Regions from separate parts of the Mus musculus genome. Here region 2 is linked to region 1. A link is a contact called in public Hi-C data. All regions are on one chromosome and are shown on one strand. The core of a region is the stretch at or near the end of the contact, and the rest is flanking DNA. Distances in the headings are between cores, read along the strand shown. Region 1 has its middle 18 kb from the start of Il10. Region 2 overlaps Rassf5 (Ras association (RalGDS/AF-6) domain family member 5).

Region 1 (6,436 bases), core at 556-3,055:
CAGGATGTTCATCCTCCCCAGGTGGTTTTGAGAACCATTGTCATGAGCTCATGGTCCTTGAAAGCCTTCTACAGGAAGCCACCGTCAGATTCCAGTAAGCTTTGGAAGTTGGAAATAGGTCATCTTAAATCCAAAAGCTATCATCCACACAGATTATTCCCCCCAGTTCAACTCTTATATGAGAAACATAAGGAGTTGTGTAAAGCAGAAACTGAGGAGTCTGGATGAGCCTTAAGACTCGACTGTGGTTCCCTGCACCATCCTTGTCTTTGCTCTGAACCCATTCAGTACAGGCGCCATCTGCTGCTGCTGCCAAAGGTTGGGGTGCTTGTTCCTTCCTTCCACGCAGGAAAACTGTCTCCTGCTTCACTGTTGTTCGATCAACGGAGGGACACATCTTCCAGGCCATCGGGACCTTCTACCCACACTTCCTCTGGGATGTGGAAAGGACTCAAATTCCTGTGTGCCTGGAGTCCCAAGGTTCACAAAGACCTTTGGTGCACACTAAACCAGCCAGCACTCACTGTTTTCCCAGGAGGAAGCAAGGCAGAGTTACCACTGTTCTTTTACAGAGAGGAGAAAGCAGGCTGGCTGGCACGCCCAGGCCAGGATGTCCAGGTTAATACTCAGGACAAATCAAATGCTTTCAGAGCTCTCAGAGTTGGGGGAAGTGTGGGGTTTCTTTTTTAGTTTATTTTTATATCATGCCCCTCTTTTGTTCAGACAAGGAAGCTAGCGAGCAGACTATTAAAAGGACTTATCCCATGGCATGAAAACAAAACAAAACTAAACCAAAACAAAACAAAAAACAAAACCACTGGCTTGGGACCCTCAAGACCAAGTTCTCAGTACAAATGAGATTTATTTCCCTCAGAGGACAGAGGGCAGGGAATAAGAGACACAGACAGGAGATAGAGGATGAAGAAGGAGAAGGGAACAAGGGAGAGAGGGCAGAGATATTTGTCCCAGAGCGACAAAGAACTCTCCTCTCTCTTGAGAGGAGACAGATGTGGCCCATAGGAAAATGGCAGTTTTATAAAGGTCAAAGGGGAAAACCTGTGTTAGGATGAAACATCTGATTTTGATTGGGTGACTAGCTTTAGGAATCAGGGAGAGGGGCAAGGCCTCCAGAGCTATGCTTGCTTGTCACACTGAGCTGCCAGAGTGCCTTGAGGTAGTAATTCACATTTTAATGTTGGGGTTGGGGATTTAGCTCAGTGGTGGCCCTGGGTTTGTTCCTCAGCTCTGGGGGTGAGGGTGGGGAGTGGTGGAAAGACAAAATAACAAATTTTAATGTCTTGACAAATTATTTCACTGCTTTTGACACTGTGGGCCCAACAATTTCTAAAAGATTATAGAATGCCTTATCCTTTCGTTATCCCCAAATAAAAGCCCAACTTCATGACATTTCACCTTCCTCTGATTGCCACCTGCCTGGGAACAAGCCACATGGTCTCTGCTTTGCAATAAAGCAGATGAATTTACCTCCTCCCAGGTAGAAAAAGAGGAACGAAATCCAACCAACCAACTAAAGAAACAAAAGAAAGAAAAACAAAACAAAACAAAACAAAACAACAAAAACCCCTCCACTGCAGACTCAGCAAACACAGGCGATAACCAGCGTTGTTTCCCTGGAGGCAGCCTCCCCCACTTCCCCGAAGAGTTGTATTTTCCATCCTAGCTGTTGCCATTGGCTTATAGCACTATCTATTTTCGGTCTTCACAATGGAATCATACTCTGATACCGGGTTTAGGGCTCTGGCAGGTGTCAAGTGTCATCTCCGGCCTCTGACGTCCGTGACGTCATGACGGCCTCTGAGCTTGCCCCAGTGTCGTCTTCTGATAGGTCAGGTAGCTGGGCAGGAGGAGCCAGAGATTCAGGGTTGGCTTCCTGGCTTTGTTCTTAGCCCGGGGCCTATGCGGGGCAGGCAGAGGGCAAGTAATGGTTGTGTTGCTTAAAGGCTTTCTCTTGAGCTCTGATCTAAGAGGAGGACGACTAGAGCCATCTTTGAGAGCTTTCCCTGTGCTTTCCCCACCCCCCAATTGTGTGGTGCTTATGTATGCAAGACATTTCTGGATAGGGGGCTTTCCCAGGGCTGGTCATATTTACCATGTCATTAGCTCAGTGCCCATTACACTCACTCGTGATCTGATTCTAATCACAGCACCTATGTGTTTGCCTCCACTCCTTCCCTGGTAAGCAAGGTTGAATAGACAGAGCTAACTTGACCCGTGACTTTTTTTGGGGGGGGGGTTCCCCCAAAACCCTTTGTCAGATCTTCAGCTATCAAAGCCTCCATGAGGTTTTCTTTACCCAGAACTCTTACCGGGTGTTCTCTCCCCTGCCTCTTTTTCTTGAGGCACTCCATTTTCTTAAAGGTAACTAGCCAACTAAATCCTTCCCAATAGATTATAATGGCAACCTCTTACCTTCTCAGCTAAGTACTTATAGTTTAACTGGTACTATGTAAACCAATGAACATCCATAGTTGTGTGTGTGTGTGTGTGTGTGTGTGTGTGTGTGTGTGTGTGTGCTAAGATTGGAGGTTAGGGCCTTCCCCAGCTGCATGGATTTACTGCCCTTTCTGATGTGAGTAGTACCTACCAGTCATAGGCAGACACTCATAAATTGCCTCATCTTGGGAATATCCGTGGCTTCTGTAGGCTGAGTCTAAGAAGCCTTTTCTTTGAGAAAGTCTGGGCAACAGTGTAATGCATGGCCTTGGAAATAATATGCAGCCCATCTACCAACTGCCCACCCTCTCACTTAGGAAGAGACGCTAATAATGAGGCAGGTCTGAATTCAATCCTCTTGCCATTTCTTCATTGGAAATGAAGTGACACCTTGGCTATCCCTGTGGGGTTTAATGCCTTCATCTTCCCTCTTTTTAAAGAGCTGTTTCCAGGACAACCTTATGTGTCATATGTTTTTTAGAATAAATAATAAAAAGAAAATGGTAGCTAACCCTCAGAAATTGCCTCATTTTGGGAATATCTGTGGTTTCTGTAGGCGTTTTACTTTTTATTATTATTTAGAATAAATTATTATATTAATAAAATTATTATACAAATAGAATGGTAGCTAACCCTTGAAACTCCTCAGGCATGGGTCTAAATGGTATGTGTATATTAATCCTTTTTATCTTTACCATATTTCTTTTTAAATTGGTTATTTTATTTATTTATATTTCAAATGTTGTCCCCCTTCCCAGTTTTTCCTCCACAAAGCCCCTATCCCCTCTCCCTTCCCCTGCTTCTATGGGGGTGCTGTCCTGCACCTGCCCACTCCCACCTCGCCACCCTAACATTCCTCTACGCTGGGGAATCGAGCCTCCACAGGACCAAGGGCCTCCCTTTCCATTGATGCCAGAAAAGACCATACTCTGCTACATATGCAGCTGGAGCCACAGGTTCCTCTATGTGTACTCTTTGTTTGGTGATTTAGTTTCTGGGAGCTCTGGGGGAGTCTGGTTGGTTGATTTTGTTGTTCTTCCTATGGGGTTGCCAACCCCTTCAGCTCCTCCATTGGGGACCCCATGCTCAGTCTGATGGTTGGCTGTGAGCATCCGCATCTGCATTGGTCAGACTCTGGTAAAGCCTCCGAGGGGACAGCTATACCAGGCCCTCACCATATTTCTAGCAGCAATGTGAGTACCTAGGATGAGTGCATCTTACAGAGGGAGAAACTGAGCTCAGGAAATGTTGTGCATGGCCTGAGAGCATACATCTAGCAAGTGTCAGGGTCAAGATGTGAATCTGAGCAGCATGGCTGTAGATACCCTCTTGTCCCTTAACAGAGTAGATAGAAGGGACACCCTTGGCTTATCACTAGCTAGTGTAAAGTACTTTCTGGTACCCTATATGTAAAACACACAGTGAATGTTAGTTTCCTTTCACAGTGGGATGCTTTAACAGTTCAATGCTTTCACAGTGGGATGATGGGCTTTCAGGGGATGTATTTGTGGGGTAAACATAGGCCACTGACAACCACCTGGCTTGGCTGACCTTTCCTTCAGGTAGGAAAGGCACCTCTTTCCAGCACTAAGACAGCCTGTTCTTAGACATTCTGCAAAGGACATCCTTGGTTTCTGGCACTCCTGTCTCTCCAGCCCAGGAAGAGACTTTTCTATCAGGAACCTAGGGGACATTTTTTTTTTTTAAAGTAACAGAGGGTAGTTAGGGATAGCTACTTTGGGGCAGCTCTGACCCAAACCCTAGAAGGAGAAAGCCATGAATCAGGAGTCATGTAGCAACACAGGGTTTTCCTTCAGGCTACTTTGGTCAATGTGCGTCCGTAGTTCTCTTGAGGGATTCCCTGATGGTTCACTGTGCACTCTGGTAGAACCTTCTGACTCCCCATGTTGCCTGATTCACCCCAGCCCCTCATTACTCAGACTCCATCAAGGTGCTACTGGAGAATTGGATTGGGTCACCACAAGAATGAGTGGGAAGCTGGGCAAAATACTACATCCTTCATCTCTGGGAAGACAGGACCTCCATCCGCCTCCCTCTTCACATCTGAAACCTCAAAATAGGAAAACCATGAAGGCAGGAAGAAATAATTAAAGAATTGTCGGTACTTTTTGAATCTCCAGCTCTACTGAATTAGTCATGGCTGCGGCTTGGGTACTTCTGATAACACCTCCTTGGCCTCCCTAACAGTGTTATTAATCACAGTAGCCAATCACAGGCCCGGGAGGAACATGCTGAGGATGGGAAAGAGGCTAAACACCAGCAAAAACAGCAGGGGCAAGCTTGGTACTCAGTGTGGGTAAAGGTCCCTGAGGTGGAGGATAATATGAGTCATGGTGTTGAAGCTCCAGGCCAGACTTTTAGGTGGGGTGTGGGTCATGATTCTCAGGAAGTTGTTGAACAGCACCCTGAATACCAAGGCCCAGCCAAGTGAACCCTATCACCGTTGCCGTCAGTCAGGTTATCCCCCAATTTGCCACAGATCACTTTGCCTTGGTTGCCAATGCCAAGTTTAAACTCATATGATTGTTTTGCTTCCCCAAGATGCAATATGGAAGTAAAGACTCTGCCATTCTAGATGGGAGGATAAACTGGAATGCCAGCTGACAAGGGCACGGTGCCCAGTAACCACTTAATGGCAGGCTCATTTCACTTTGACTTATCTGTACAGTTTATAGTTTATCATATTCTATCTATACTTCTGTTCCTTGTTCCTCAATACCCACTCTCTGCCTCCCATGTGGCCACTGAGGCTAATACCACTGTGCATTACAAAGTCCTTTTACACAAAACTCTGGTCATTGCTAGACCTTCCCTGGGCCTCTGACACTGTGGTTTGGTCTCAACCATTTTATAGCATCTTGGGGTGGTGGTGGGGGGAGGTCTCCCTTGAAGTAGGAGCATGAGTTTTGTTTCCCTACGAAGAATGTAGCTTCTCAAGTTCAGGAGCTGGGTCCATTGCTTCTTTTGATTCCCATGCCTTACCAGGCCGCCAAGTGAGCAGCTAGGTTCTTGAGACGAGACCTGGAGGGTAGGCAGGGTGTGTGTATGTGTGTGTGGCAATGGAAAGTTACCCAAAGTGATGGGGAAACCAGCTGGGGTGCTTCTGTTTGGGGATTTCCCTGGACCATGTTTCATGACCTGTATCAAGCCTAGCGTTTTGTCAAGCTGTAATCCTTCCAGTGTTCTCCATCTTCCTAACGCATTTCTGTACCTGGTACTCATTTTAATTGACAAAAGAGCTACCAGATGGAGAATATTGGAACATCAGGTGTGTGTGTGTACCCTTTAGGGCAGGATAAAGAAAGGGCCTCCACCGTGCTTTGTGCTTTAAGGATGACTCAAGGTCTCCCCCACCCCATTCTTAATTCTTACACAGTGCCAATTTCAGTGACAAGGGCTATCCTACTGTGGCTGGGCTTCTCCTACAGCTTCTGTGTACCACGCTCAGGCATGGGATATGTCTGTATCAAGCCCAGAAAGTCAGCTGAGGAACTTGAGGGCACACGAAGGCTGATACTACCGTACCTGGCATTTGCAGGTGGGTAGCGGTCCATTGTTAGAGGGGAGGGTGTGGATCTCAAAGCTGTAGTCCCTTTCTGTTTCCTACCCCACTCCCTATACACATTGTGTCTCTCTGTGTCCAGCTGGGTTTATTCTTCCACAGCCACAGATGGCCTTCTGCTCTGTGGCTTCTTTAGAGAGATTGGTCCTGGATGATGTTTGTTTATGGTTGGAGTTTGAGTGTACTTAGCACAAGCTGACATAACTGAATCACCCCAGACTGGATGTCACAAGAGCCTGACCTACTTCTCACCCACCTTCAACTCATTTCTCTACCCATGCCAATCCAACCTTGGTCTCTCCTACATTTTTTAAAAGAATGAACCAGAGTTGAATGCTGGGGTGGAAGGAGTTCTAGAGACTCATCTACTCTCTCTCTCTTCTTTAATAGATGGAAAGA
Region 2 (7,375 bases), core at 1,851-4,350, 180 kb before region 1:
GTGCCATTCTCCAAAGGACCCTGGAGTCTCTGGAGGTCTACACCTTGACTCCTACACCCAGGAGGCAGAAGCAGGTGGATCTCTGTGAGTCTGAACTCAGCCTGGCGTACATAGTGAGTTCCAGGGCATCCACGGCTACCCTGTCTCAATTGATGATGATGATGATGATGAAGATGATGAAGAAGAAGATGATATAGCAAGCTGAGCACTAGTAAGTGTTCATTTATTGCTCTGTTCCTGATTACGGATACAATACACTCACAGCTCCTCAAGCTCCCACACAGTGACTTCTCCTTCATGACAGGCTGTAACCTGGAACTACAAGCCAGAACAAACCCTTTCTTCCTTAAGTCGCTTCTGTCAGGGTGTTTTACCACAGGAGCAGGGAGAAAATACTGCAATGCATAGGAGGTGTGACTTGGGAGGAAGACTGGGTAGAAGTGTATATACCTTCCTTAGTTGGAGAATTACAATGTCACACAACAGACACATCAAGGGCCCAGAGGACAGGAGGCTGCTATGGGCTAAAATTTTCCTAGGTACCACCTAGAGGAGATGGAGCCGACCGAGGGAAGAGAGGTGTGTGTATTCTAGGGAGGGAAATTGTGCAAACCCCACCATGGAGCAAACTGCTACTCAGGGGCACATTGCACAAAGCAAGTCTCACTGCCCCGAGTGCATTGCACAAACACATTTCATTGTGCCACCACTACCCCCGTTCTGTGGCTGCCTCTGTGTTACGAGGGTAGAGGGCAGTAGATGCATAAGATTGTGGCCTCCAAAGCCTAGTGTTTACTACCCGAACCTTCACAGAAGTCTGTCCACTGCCTGTGCTGAGAAAGGAATGAATGAGCTCTAAGGCTGCTTAGCTAATCTAGAATATGTAAATAAGGACAATGAGAAATGAACTTGGTTTAGAGGGATAGGCTTGGGTTTCCTGGGAAACCTCTGGTTAGATTTGATTGATCCGTAAAACACCTTTGAACCTCCTGTCTTACTTTTATAGCATTCTTGAGTGGCAAAATAATTTGATCTCAAATTTATAGAAGGAATCATGATTTAAAGGGTCTCTTGATTCTCTCAAGGTCAAAAAATTAGTAGTGAGAGTCTAAAGCCAAATACATACCCATCCCCCAGGTATCTGAGCAGGAACAAGGCTCTGGGATACCATGATGGACGAGACAGGCGTGATTACTTCACTCCCAGAGCAAGGCCCTCCACGGCTCCTTAGAAAAGCCGAGACCCCCTCCCCTGCAGTCAGTGAGGGATCCGTGGAGGTCCTGAACAAGTGTTGTCTTCTTCACGCCCAGTGCTGATGGGCACAGAAGAAACAGAAGTCAGTCTGGCATGGTCATGAAAGATCTTCCACATAAGAGAGAGGGGAAGCCATCACTGATAGCTTCCAGGGAGGTGGATGGAAGCAAGCGGGATTGTAGATAAACTCCAGATGGCGAGGGTTGACTTTCGATAAGCTCAGCTTCGGTCTGGCTGTGATTCATTTTCTCCAGCTATATATGGTTGTGAGGATGGGGCCCTTCTTCATGTGCTGGCTTGTGGAGGTGTGTGAACTGATACATGCTGGGAACAGTACGAGGCTCACTGTCGTCACCGCCACCATCAATGCGGGGCTGCGGTGATTAGGGAAGCCTTGCCGGGGAAAGCAACTGCAGATGGGCAGACAGGAGTGAGACCATCAAAGTCACAGGCAAGGAGAACACTTGGACACATTTTAGGAGAGTGACTTTTTTTTTTTTAGAACTGAGGTTTGTGTGATTTAGATCAAGCCAAAGCCAGCACTGAGGGTGGACACACTCTCCTCTGCCTCCGCCCACTGTCACTCTGTGAACTTGGCTGGAGATTTCTAGAAGCTACCGGCCTCACTCCTTAGAGGGTCATCCTTAGAGCAGAATAACCAAAATGAAGATTCCCGTTTGTCTCTGATTGCACTGTGGACCTAGCCAGTGTTGCCTTGAAGATAAAATACAGCAAAGTCTGACCTAGCATAAAGCTGTCTGTGCTGGGGTTTTTTTTAAAGATATTTTGACTTTATTTGGTTTTTTGAGATAATAGTTCTGATAGTTCATTATATAGACCAGGCTGCTCTTGAATTTGCAGTGATCCTCCTGCCTCTGCCTCCTAAGTGCTGGGGTTATGGGTGCTTGCCACCACTCCCAACCCACTGAGGGCGTTTTAATAGATATTAGGGAATGGGGGGGGAGGGGATCTGTGCTCTTATGACTGGCACACAGCCTGTCACGTGGTTGTCATGCCTCCACTTTATAACTTCCTTACTGCAGTACCTTCAAGAGCTTACAGTGGTCACAGCCTTTTGTGGCTTAGGACGTTAGACAAGCCAGCTTTTCAGCAGTACCATGGATGAGCCAGGCATGCTGAAAACAGCTTAGCTGCTGCCAGGGATTAGTCAGAGAGAATCAATTCCATGTTGCAAGTCCCAAGATGGGTAAACTCTCGGAGAGACACCTGACAGGATAATACCTAGATTTACTAAATTATAAGAGTTCCCCATTCTGTTTGGACATTGGGGAGCCCCAAGACATAAGCGTGTATCTTCCTGGCTTCTGCCTTGTGTCCATCATTAGAGAGACACGTCCTGCACTGTGAGGGCTTGAGATTGTGTCAGATGAACAGAAACCAGAGCCTGCCTTGTCCTCGGACACAGCGGACTCTGCCTTTTAGGTAAAATGTGGGGCCAGCTTTTATCTGTTGGCCCCAAAATAGTAGCTCTGTAGCTGGATGGAATTGTTGTGAACTCTGCAACATGTTGAAATCATCTAATAGATTTCAAAAATTCTTGTTCCCAGACTACACCCCAGATCAATCCCAGATCACTCTCTAAGGAGAAAGTCCAGGAAACCACATTTTTAGAAAATCCCCAGATGACGCCAATGTGCTTGGAAGTTTTAAGAGTCCATAATCTAGATTCTACGGTGTTTCCCAGGTGGTGGATTTTGAGCTCCTGGACGGGGCTCACTGATTGGCCTACTTTGGAAAGTGATTCATTCCATCTGTAGGTTAGATCTTGCCTGGCAGGTTCAGTGTGGGCAGCAGCCAGACTGAACTGGGTGCTGACATTTGGCGCTGACATTCTATGTGAGCAAGGTTCACAGTGTTGGGCACACACAGGCTGCTGACGCTCCTAGGTAGATGGAGCTCATCGACCGCCCCCCCCCCCCAAGACCAGATCTTCCAATGCTGAGGTCAGGAATGCCATCTTCTGCCTTGGTCTGGAAGGTACCCATGGCTACTTGCATCATTTTCCAGCCTTGTGGAAAGGGAACAGAATAGATCGGTTGATGTAATGAATAAAAAAAGTGGAACAGGAAGAAGAAACCTAAAGCCAAGGCAGCTGTGACTCACTGTGGTCCAAAGTGGGCGTGGAAGCAGGCCTTCAGCAGCCACAACACAGCTGCTTTTTCAACAAGGAAATGGCTGGAACGGAAAACAGAGGTCTTCCAGGGACTTCTAGAGTTTTCCATCACTTAATTCTTTTTTTGTAGATGAATATGAGAATGTCCCAGGAATGACAGTCAGCCTGCCTGAGATGAGTAGAATGAAGGCTAAAACAGCAGCCACCCAGCTACCCATTCTGACTTGAAATGACCAGAGAGCAAGGCAGGGCCATAGCCAGGCACATCTGGTCCATAGAGAGGTATCCAGCATGTGGAGACTGGAAATGGAGAGTCCCAGAAGTGAAGACAAATGAGAGGAATCCGTTTGGAAGCCTCCAGATGAATGAGTCAGGTGAAGACAGCCTGTGAGGCTCACGTGAGTTATGCACTTTAAGCAAACAGGAGATGTCCCAGCAACTATTTTCTCTTGGGCATTCTTCAAGATCAAGTAAGAGGACATACTGGCAGGCCCCTACATCCTGCCAGCTGCCCTCACTCCAGATGTTAGGAGTCCCTCTTTGCCAGCTTCATAGATGATGCAAAACCCACTGGGATGCCTAGAGCTGGACCCACTGATAGGCCAGCTTAGATGAATGTTCCACAGGCCAGGTCTTGTTTTATCATCTGTTCATCCCAGGCCTGCAGTGTTAAAGTTCAGTGACCATTACTGGTGTGGTGGGGTGCTGATCCCGATAGCAGAAGGGGCTGCCCTAGGGTGGCCACATGCTCAGTTGAGAACTTGACTCCATGCTTATATGGACTTCATTCTTGCTCCTACTTGGCTACTCACTAGCAATGGGCTATCAGCATATTTATTTTCTATGTTCATGATCTTACAATAGGAATGCCATAGGTAGTGTGTCAGAGAAGGTATCTGGACCACCAACCCAGTAGTTACCATCAGGAGCTGTGGGTGAAAAGTGCACAGGAGCAGACCATGCAAGAGCCTCGAATGAAAGAGGATGTCGGCTCGTCTCTGTGGAGGGCTGGGAAGGTGGAGCCATACAGACCCAGCAATGCCCACTGCTCTTGGCAGTTTCCTGTGCCCTATAGGATTGGCGAGTGGGAGGAGGAAGTGCTGATGTGCTGTGCGTGTGATGAAGTCCTACAAATGGGCATGCTGAAGGGAAAGGCCAGGCATGAGCTCTGTTGGTGAGCACCCCACTGTGCTTCACTTGGTGGTGGGGACAGTGTGATGTGGAAACCGTTGTAAAATTCTTCAAACCAAACCCCAAGCAGGTATCAGATGCTGTCGAGTCATCCTTCTCTGGGCATCTGCTGTCTGATGTACTAGAGATGATTCCTGACTGCCCAAGTCTGCTGGGTTTCTAAGATCAGAATAATTCTGGGAGAATTTTCACCTACCGGCTCCCTGCACTCCAAGCCACTTTGGGGAGCATTAAGACAAACTGGGAAATGACCCTGAACATGAGGGAAGTCCAGAGAACGGACCTGTGAAAAAGACCTGTGGAGATCTCAGAATCCACCGGTACCATACTGCAAGGGATACTGACCTTAAGTTCCTTCTTCCATTTTCCTGGCGGGTCACAGATAAAGCAGGGAACTCTGTCAGATCGAATCATGTGATGCGGGGAGACCACAGCAGGACAGGTGTGGGATTTCTGGCTTGTTCTGCACATGGGGATGGGGGTATTGAGCTGGTAAATGCAGAGTCCCAGTGTTCTCACCTGGAGAATCAGGAATCAGGAAGTTTGGGTCTGTGAGATGTGGAGATAGCTGAATCCTTAGTGTATAGAGGAGGTGCCTGAATGAACTGTCCCTAACAGTTCATTCACTTGACAAATCATCACATGTTATGAGCAAAGCTTATTGCCAGTGACATGAGCTGACTGGCAGGCGGGATGTGCCCTTGGTCCCTGGCTATCGTTTTTTAGCATGTACTCACTCACACCTTTGTAGCTTATCGCTTCTTGGACACGGACAGGCCACGTCCCACTCACCGAGTTGATGGCCAGTGCCTAGGTATGGGGCATACAGACACTGGTCTCTCAGCCAGTCTGGGCTAGGTATTATTTCCATGTCATAGGTGAGGAAGCTTGAGGCTGAGAGAGATTTGAGTGGCTGGCCTCTTACTGCTCATGCTGGCACTTCTTTCTTAGCCAGAGGGGCATTTGGGAGGTATGCTTACTGCCCTCTGTATCCTGAAAGCCACTGTACACATTGCCACCTGTCTGTTCCAGAATGTCTGTAAGGCAGTGGAGGAGACACAGCACCCGCCCACGATACAGGAGATCAAGCAGAAGATTGACAGCTATAACAGCAGGGAGAAGCACTGCCTGGGCATGAAGCTGGTAAGCAGAGCCTGTCCATCCCTACCCAACATCTTTTCAGCCCTGCCTCCACAGGAACTACGACTCCCTTACAGCTCACTCTCCTTTGTCCAGGCCCAGCTTTCTGTGACCTCAGGGATCCAGAGAAATGGAATGGGCTCTAGAATAGACTCCAGATACAACCTCTGTTCCATTCACTCTCTGGCTACTTTGGCAAACTTTAACCTCTCCTTACTTCAGTATGAAATAGAGATCTCCACGCCCAAGCCCGTGCTTAAGAGATCTTGACATGTACAGTTGTCTTTAAGTGGTGACATCAGGCGAGCCCTGCCCCCTGCTGGTGACTGGCAGCAACTGGCTCCCTGGGGCTTCCAAGTCACTCAAGAGCCTCAGAAAATGCAGCTATCAGTCAGGCTGGAGTTGGGCTGGGTCTCTGAGGGCTTTGATGCCCTCAGAGGTAGAGAGGAGGCTGCAGGCTCTGCCTTTAGAATGAGACCCAACAAAGGCCATTGGCACCTATCTGGTAAAGGGTTGGAGTGGCCTAGTTAAAAACTTCCTGGCCCATGAGGAGAGTGAACTTCCTCCTGCACTTCTAGACAGGAGACTTGGGAAGGGACTCAGGCAGGCTGGATGGAGTAACCTGTCAGGTCTTCTGTAGTTTACAACCCAGAGTGAACTGGGCAGACAGAATCAGCAGTGCCTCCCACTTGCAGAGTGAAGATGGCACCTACACAGGTTTCATCAAAGTGCATTTGAAGCTCCGACGGCCAGTGACGGTGCCCGCTGGGATCCGGCCCCAGTCCATCTATGATGCCATTAAGGAAGTGAACCCTGCAGCCACCACAGACAAGCGGACTTCCTTCTACCTGCCACTCGATGCCATCAAGCAGCTACATATCAGCAGCACCACCACGGTTAGTGAGGTCATCCAGGGGCTGCTCAAGAAGTTCATGGTTGTGGACAACCCACAGAAGTTTGCACTTTTTAAGCGGATACACAAAGATGGACAAGGTATGAGTTTCTGACCTCTCCCTAGTCTGCTAATGCCCACAGTCACTAAACCTCACTATCAGTCCTGGGTGGGAAGTGTAGGCTTCCAGGCAGCAGGATTCATGGAAGGGCCAAGCACAGGCTCTGGGCAGGACCAGGCAGCTCATGCCTACTGTGCCCAGCTCCATGCACACACAGGAAAGACACACCCTGGGCTCTGGGCTCCTAATCTCTATAATGGGAAGGAGTCCGCCCACTGCTCCTCTTCCTCTGGAAGATGTTGTAAATGGAAATATGGCTAAACTTTGCCATATGGGAATGAAGGTAGTGCCTCTCAAATGGCAGGAATGGATGGAAGGCTCAGAGCCACCACTGCCGTGTCAGGTCCACGCCCATTAGAACCACCATGACTATTTCCAGTCATCTGGCCAACCTGTGCATTTCTGAGCCCGACCCCACCCTGTCCTCATTTGAGATGAGCACCCAGCCCTTCATTCTGCTTGCAGTGCTCTTCCAGAAACTCTCCATTGCTGACTATCCTCTCTACCTTCGTCTGCTCGCTGGGCCTGACACCGATGTTCTCAGCTTTGTGCTAAAGGAGAATGAAACTGGAGAGGTGGAGGTATGTCTGGGCCCTTTACAAAAACCAGTTCTGGCCAGATGGGTGCTGCTGTCTTAACTGCA

The links. A called contact is a pair of places that touch in the nucleus more often than the background predicts.
Region 2: a contact with region 1 is called in a Hi-C map of regulatory T cells, with 6 times the contacts expected there. The contact joins two enhancer-like sites. A contact is called at or near these places in 1 of 484 Hi-C or Micro-C datasets (regulatory T cells) and 2 of 115 datasets of contacts at active chromatin or transcription factors (CD8 T cells and effector CD8 T cells).

What each region holds. Positions count from the first base shown.
Region 1 is chr1:130,998,925-131,005,360 of GRCm38.p6, reverse strand. No RefSeq gene overlaps it. Among named protein-coding and RNA genes, the nearest start is that of Il10, 18 kb to the left of the region's middle. Within about 2 kb of position 1,805, at least 32 of the 459 cell types and tissues checked have an H3K27ac peak or open chromatin away from gene starts, as enhancers often do. A contact at or near this core is called in effector CD8 T cells and regulatory T cells, where this site is marked.
Region 2 is chr1:131,180,491-131,187,865 of GRCm38.p6, reverse strand. It overlaps Rassf5 (Ras association (RalGDS/AF-6) domain family member 5), which reads left to right. Exons shown (of 6, transcript NM_018750.4): 3 at 5,612-5,722; 4 at 6,415-6,712; 5 at 7,198-7,313. It also overlaps a transcript of Eif2d not described here. Among named protein-coding and RNA genes, the nearest start is that of Eif2d, 31 kb to the right of the region's middle. Within about 2 kb of position 3,100, at least 133 of the 459 cell types and tissues checked have an H3K27ac peak or open chromatin away from gene starts, as enhancers often do. A contact at or near this core is called in effector CD8 T cells and regulatory T cells, where this site is marked.